Regions from separate parts of the Mus musculus genome. Here region 1 is linked to region 2. A link is a contact called in public promoter capture Hi-C data. All regions are on one chromosome and are shown on one strand. The core of a region is the stretch at or near the end of the contact, and the rest is flanking DNA. Distances in the headings are between cores, read along the strand shown.

Region 1 (2,700 bases), core at 28-2,527, 120 kb after region 2:
TTTGGAAGCTGTTAGCAGTCCCTGCCCTCACTCCTGTGTTTCTCTCCCTACAGATAGACTTCAGTGCTGACCAGATCGAAGGTGAGTGTGAACCACCGCACGCTCTGTTGCATTTTCCAGAGAAGGAGTAAGTGGCCCTTTTGACCATAGAAATGATTATCATCTCACCAGGCCTGTTAGGCACAGTCCTGGGCACTTTATATGGACAGAGTCACGTTATTCTTCAAACAGCCCACTGAGGTATAGTAGCTGTTACTGCTCCCATGTAGCAGGTGGCAAACCGAGGCTCAGAGGAGTTAGGTGCCCATCCTCACAGGGCCTGCAGTGGGGGATCCAGAGATTCAGGTATCTGGTTCTAGACCCTTATTCCAGTTGCACTTTCAGAGTGCTTGAGATACAGATGGTGCTCAGCAAATGCTGATTCCTCTACCACCCCATCCTGCCACCAATCTGGAAAGCCATCTGGAAAGCCATCTCTCTGTTCCTGATACAGGAAACCCTCTATAGCTTATGAGCACTCACACCTTCATGATGAAGTAAGTCTGCGACAAGTCCATCCGTCCTCGTGGTAGGGCCAGTGGTGGCTTGCAAGCACACTAGTTCTTCTGTGGTCTCCACCACCAACTCTTCTCGTTTTCTTTTTTTTTCTTTTTTTTTTTTAAAGATTTATTTATTCGTTATATGTAAGTACACTGTAGCTGTCTTCAGACACTCGAGAAGAGAGAGTCAGATCTCATTATGGATGGTTGTGAGCCATCATGTGGTTGCTGAGATTTGAACTCAGTACCTTTGGAAGAGCAGTCAGTGCTCTTAACCGCTAAGCCATCTCTCCAGCCCCCTCTTCTCATTTTCAATTGAGACAATTTCCCAATCTTATATAAAGTGTCAGTAGATGCAACTTTAGGATAAATCTCAAGGGCTGGAAGGATGGCTCAGTGGTTAGCAGTAGTGTACTGTTTTTGCAGAGGATCTGAGCTCAGTTCCCAGCAACCATGTCAGTTCACAACCACCTGTAACTTCAGCTCCTGTGCTCTCCACGCCCCCCCTCCCATGTACACATAATTAAAAATAAAATAAATCTTAAAAAAGAGAAATCTCAGGACTCTCACACATGGATGTACTTAAATAATCAGAGAGACTTTGATGTTGTTTCCATTTGGGAGACATTGACATGTGGTCTTCCTGGCCCTGGGTGAAAGGATGCCTGCGTTTACATTGTAAGATTACAGTGGCAATTGTCGGTTTCCTCTCTAAGAAGGTGTATCCGTTACACAGAGCGTGTGAACCGGCACATCGGTTTTGAAGCTGGTTTCTGTTTCTGTCGTACGTGGAGACTCACTGTCAGGCAATCGTGGTTGCTGCCATGAATTTATTTCTTAGAGCTTTCTAGTTAAACCCGTGCATCTGTATCGATGCCAAATCCACAGCACGAGCGAGGACTGGAAAACTCAGTTAATAATCAGATTCCTACATTTCCTAAGGGGATCACAGCGAGAACTGGCCAGTCCAGCCGGCTGAGTCCTATTCTCCCTGGAGGGTTTCAGGCAGGGCTTTTAAGCTGTTTGTAACCATTCATGGTGGGACTTTGGAGCCGTTTCTCTTTATGTTGGATTAGGATGGTTTCTTCTTTAATCTTCATCCCCAGTGTCTCATTTGCCTATTGGTGAAGCTGTGGCTGCTGGTGAGTGTTTTTTTTTTTTTTTTTTCCTTAAGACAGGGTCTTAAATAACCCAGCCTGGCCCAAAACTCACTTTTTAGCTGAGGCTGGCTTCAAACTTCTGACCCTCCTGCCTCCATTCCTGAGAGCTGGGATTGTAAGTACGCACTAGCACTACCGTGTCTGGTTTATGTGGTGTTGGGGACTGACCCAGGACTTCACCCTGCTGACTGAGCCACACCCTCAGCCCCAGCCAATGCTTTTCTTCTGTTACAATGGGAAGAAGGTGTTTTGGGACTCAGGAGACTTACTGTCACCAGTTCTTCCACTATGAGCCTTCAAGAAGTGGTTCAATCTCTTCTCCTTCCTCTTCCTCTTCCTTCTCCTCCTTCCAGGCACATTTTATTTACATGTGGATGCTTGTGCACTCAGGGAGACCAGAAGCTGACACCAGAGCTCTTAGAGCTGGATTTACAGGCTTTTTTTGAGCTGCCTGATGTGGGTGTTGGGATCTGAAATCTGGTTGATTGAGAGATAGAGCAGGAAGCGCTAACCATCGGGCCATATCTCCAGCCCAGAAGTGACTTCTTTAAATCTTAATTTTCTCATCTTCAAAGTGAGGGTATTTGGTTCAGTTCAGTTCAGAGATTTGTGACTATTTGGCACCTTGTCCACGTCCACCCTCTGTCTGCCCGGAGCCGGTTACCACATTCTTCTAAGCTTTGCAGTCTCTGGGTGACATGGCTCCAAGTTCCTTACACCTCCCCCCCCATAGGAACTAGCTTTCGACAATTGACTCCTCGGAGCCCTCACAGATTTGCATATTCCTCCACCATGGGGCTTTTTGTGTTAGAAGCAGCTGCAGTCCGTTGTCAGTTGTGGTTTGTGGTTGTGCACTTCTTTGTGGACAGCAAGAGGTAAGTAACTACAGTGTCACTGCCTGTTCATATTATTCTAATAAATTAATTGAACCTAAATTGATGGAGAATCAGCCAGATGTGGTGGCGAGCGTCTGTAATCCCGGCATTTGGGATTTGAGGTAG
Region 2 (2,907 bases), core at 228-2,727:
ACCACAAAACAGTCTTTACATCACATACTGATCTTGGGCCAGATCTGCACAAATAAAATCATGGTCAGGCCTATCACAGCAATACTCCAGTCCCTGGTACCAACTTCTGTCTTAGTCAATGTTCTATTACTGTGAAGAAATATCATGACTAAGACAACTCTTATAAGGACAACATTTAATTGGGACTGGCTTATATGTTATCATCAAGGCAGTAGCATGGCACCATCCAGGCAGGCATGGTGCAGGAGGAGCTGAGAGTTCTACATTTTCATCTGAAGGCCAATAGTTCTCCTATCTTCTGGGCAGCTAGGATAAGCTTAAAGCCCATGCCCACAGTCACACACCTACTCCAACAAGGCTATACCACCTAATAGTGCCACTCCCTGGGCCAAGAATATACAAACCATCACATATGTATAAGAAATACATATTCTTCTATTTCATACTTAGAATCTTTTATGTAGCTGTAGAATTCTCAAGCTCTGGAATCCTGAAATTCTCAAGGCATTAAAAAAATCCTCAAAAAAGCAAACATGAAGATGAACAGCTGTAATCCCAGCACTTGGGGGAGGGGGGAGGGGACGGTGCCACAAGCAAAATCATCAAGCCCTACCTCGTTTATTCAGAGTTCTAGGCAGTCCAAGACCACATAGTATAAAATTGTCTCAAGAAAAAAAAAATCAAACAATATTCAAGAGATAGACGTCTCAGCAGTTAAGAAGTTGTGCTTATGCTTGCAGGGGATGCAGCATCCACACGGTACCCCACAACTATCTGTAACTCTAGTTTCTGAGGATCCAACACCTTCTGCTGACCTCTGGGGCACTCAGTATGGTGGTCATATACTTACAAGCAAGCAAAAGATTCATACTCAAGAAAAATAAACACACCTAAAATATTGCTTTAATCGTCAAAAAAAAAATTTTTTTTCAGCAAGGCCTGTTAGCTCATGCCTTCAATTTCAAGCACTCAGAAGGTAGAGACAGGTAGATTTCTGTGAGTTCCAGAATAGCCAAAGCTACGAAGTAAAACTGTATCTCTAATTAATTAATTAATTAATTAATTTCAGCAGGGAGTGGTAGAGCATGCCTTTAATCTCAGGACTTGGAAGGCAAACGCAAACACATCTCTGTGAGTTCAAGGCCAGTATGGTCAATATAGTGTGGAGGGATGGCTAATCAATCAGTTAACAGTGTTTGCTGCTTTTCCAAAGGACTAAAGTTCAGTTCTAAGCACCTTCTTCAAATGGCTTACCACCACCTATTCAATTTCAGCACAGTCAATGCCCTCTTCTGCTCTCCTTGGACACTGCACACATATGACATACATAAATAAAAATAAATCTTTAAAAGTAAATAAATATCCCTGTATTCAATTCACAGCACCAAAGGTCTACAACAATACAGTAGTTCTGCAGCCTGAGTGTTTTCACTACCCATGTATTCAAGACATTAAAAATACTTACTCTTGCCAGGTTGTAGTGGCACACACCTTTAGACCAGCACTGGGGAGGCAGAGACACACTAATTTGAGTTTAAGGCCAGCCTATGACAGTTCATTTGGCAATTTAATAAATGAAATCATTAACTTTGCATACCTTTGATTAGTTATCAAAATAAAAATGCTTTTCATGTGTTTATATTTTCTTTTTTGTGAACTTTCATTATGTTCTTTGTCAATAAAGCTTTTTTCTCTTGAGAAAAATCAATTGGGATAAAGCCACATAAGCAACTTTGGCTCCCCCTGCTGGTCAAATATAGCCATAATCAAGAGGTAGATAGACTGGACACAACTATTGCTACAAACAACATATACACAGATAAGGGAAAGCTGTTTCTAAACTTATACTTAACATGTTCTAGAAAAAAGAAGGGAAAAAAATCACTCCTTACTATGAAAGAACAAATTTAGCAGTTCCCTACTAAATACATTGATTGGCTGGTACATTTCAGGTCCACATTATTAATGTCTCTCTATTTTAATAATATGAAACCATTCTGGTTACCTTTTGAAATTGACTGAATTGTCATCAAAAGCAAGTATATAAGGAGAAGTTAAGATATAACTCAACGATGGAGTGTATGCCAGCATAGTAAGGTCATAGGTTCAATAGGGGAGAAAAATATAAAGGAGAGGGGTGGAGTGCTTCCCTAATACAAATTAGGTCCTTGGTTTGGTCCTCAACACCACAAGAATGTAACTATAACTACTGCCTACCCTCATTCCAAACCTGCTTACACTTATCAAACCAGACTCTGTTTATTTTCAAAGAGTAAGACTAAGACTGGCAAATAGATATAACAATTCTGCTTTTCCACTGATCCTTTCCTAAAGATGCAGATTTCATTGTGTTTTGGGAGACTGAAGTGAGAGGATCACCACAAATTAAGGGACCAGATGAGCTACAGCGTGAAATCAAGCCAACATTGGGCTACAGAGTAAGACTGTCTCAAAAACTATAAAGAGTTAAGTTCTAAGTCTGGCAATGTCCTTAGGCAATCCATTTTAAACACATTCCAAATACTAAATATAAGAAATGAAAATTTTAAAAATAAAAATAAGATAAGATAAAATAACAAGAAACAGCTTTTGATCCCAGAAAACTTAGGAGATTCACAAAGTGCAAGAGAAGCGAACTAGTGGCCACTCAATATTAGATGTCCTAGGCTTGAACACCCAGAGCAAGCACTACAGGCAACACACACACTGAGGACCAGAGGTCCACAGGATACATCCAGTGGTACTTTCTGTTGCTGTTAATATTATGGTGATAACTGTTACTAAGAAATAGAAGACAGGGCTGGTGAGATGGCTCAGTGGATAAAGAGCACTGACTGTTCTTCCAACCGTCCTGAGTTCAAATCCCAGCAACTACATGGTGGCTCACAACCACCCGTAATGAGATCT

Evidence for each region. Capture Hi-C pulls out chosen DNA fragments and counts their contacts.
Region 1: a promoter capture Hi-C map of liver shows a contact between it and region 2. The contact joins two enhancer-like sites. A contact is called at or near these places in 2 of 484 Hi-C or Micro-C datasets (Th1 cells and monocyte-dendritic cell progenitors) and 3 of 9 other capture datasets (adipose tissue, liver and pancreatic islet).

Annotation. Positions count from the first base shown.
Region 1 is chr11:104,580,349-104,583,048 of GRCm38.p6, forward strand. Myl4 (myosin, light polypeptide 4) reads left to right here. Exons shown (of 7, transcript NM_001355755.1): 2 at 54-81. Among named protein-coding and RNA genes, the nearest start is that of Myl4, 4.4 kb to the left of the region's middle. Within about 2 kb of position 1,278, at least 93 of the 459 cell types and tissues checked have an H3K27ac peak or open chromatin away from gene starts, as enhancers often do. A contact at or near this core is called in liver, where this site is marked.
Region 2 is chr11:104,460,009-104,462,915 of GRCm38.p6, forward strand. It overlaps a transcript of Kansl1 not described here. Among named protein-coding and RNA genes, the nearest start is that of Kansl1, 19 kb to the left of the region's middle. Within about 2 kb of position 1,478, at least 2 of the 459 cell types and tissues checked have an H3K27ac peak or open chromatin away from gene starts, as enhancers often do. A contact at or near this core is called in liver, where this site is marked.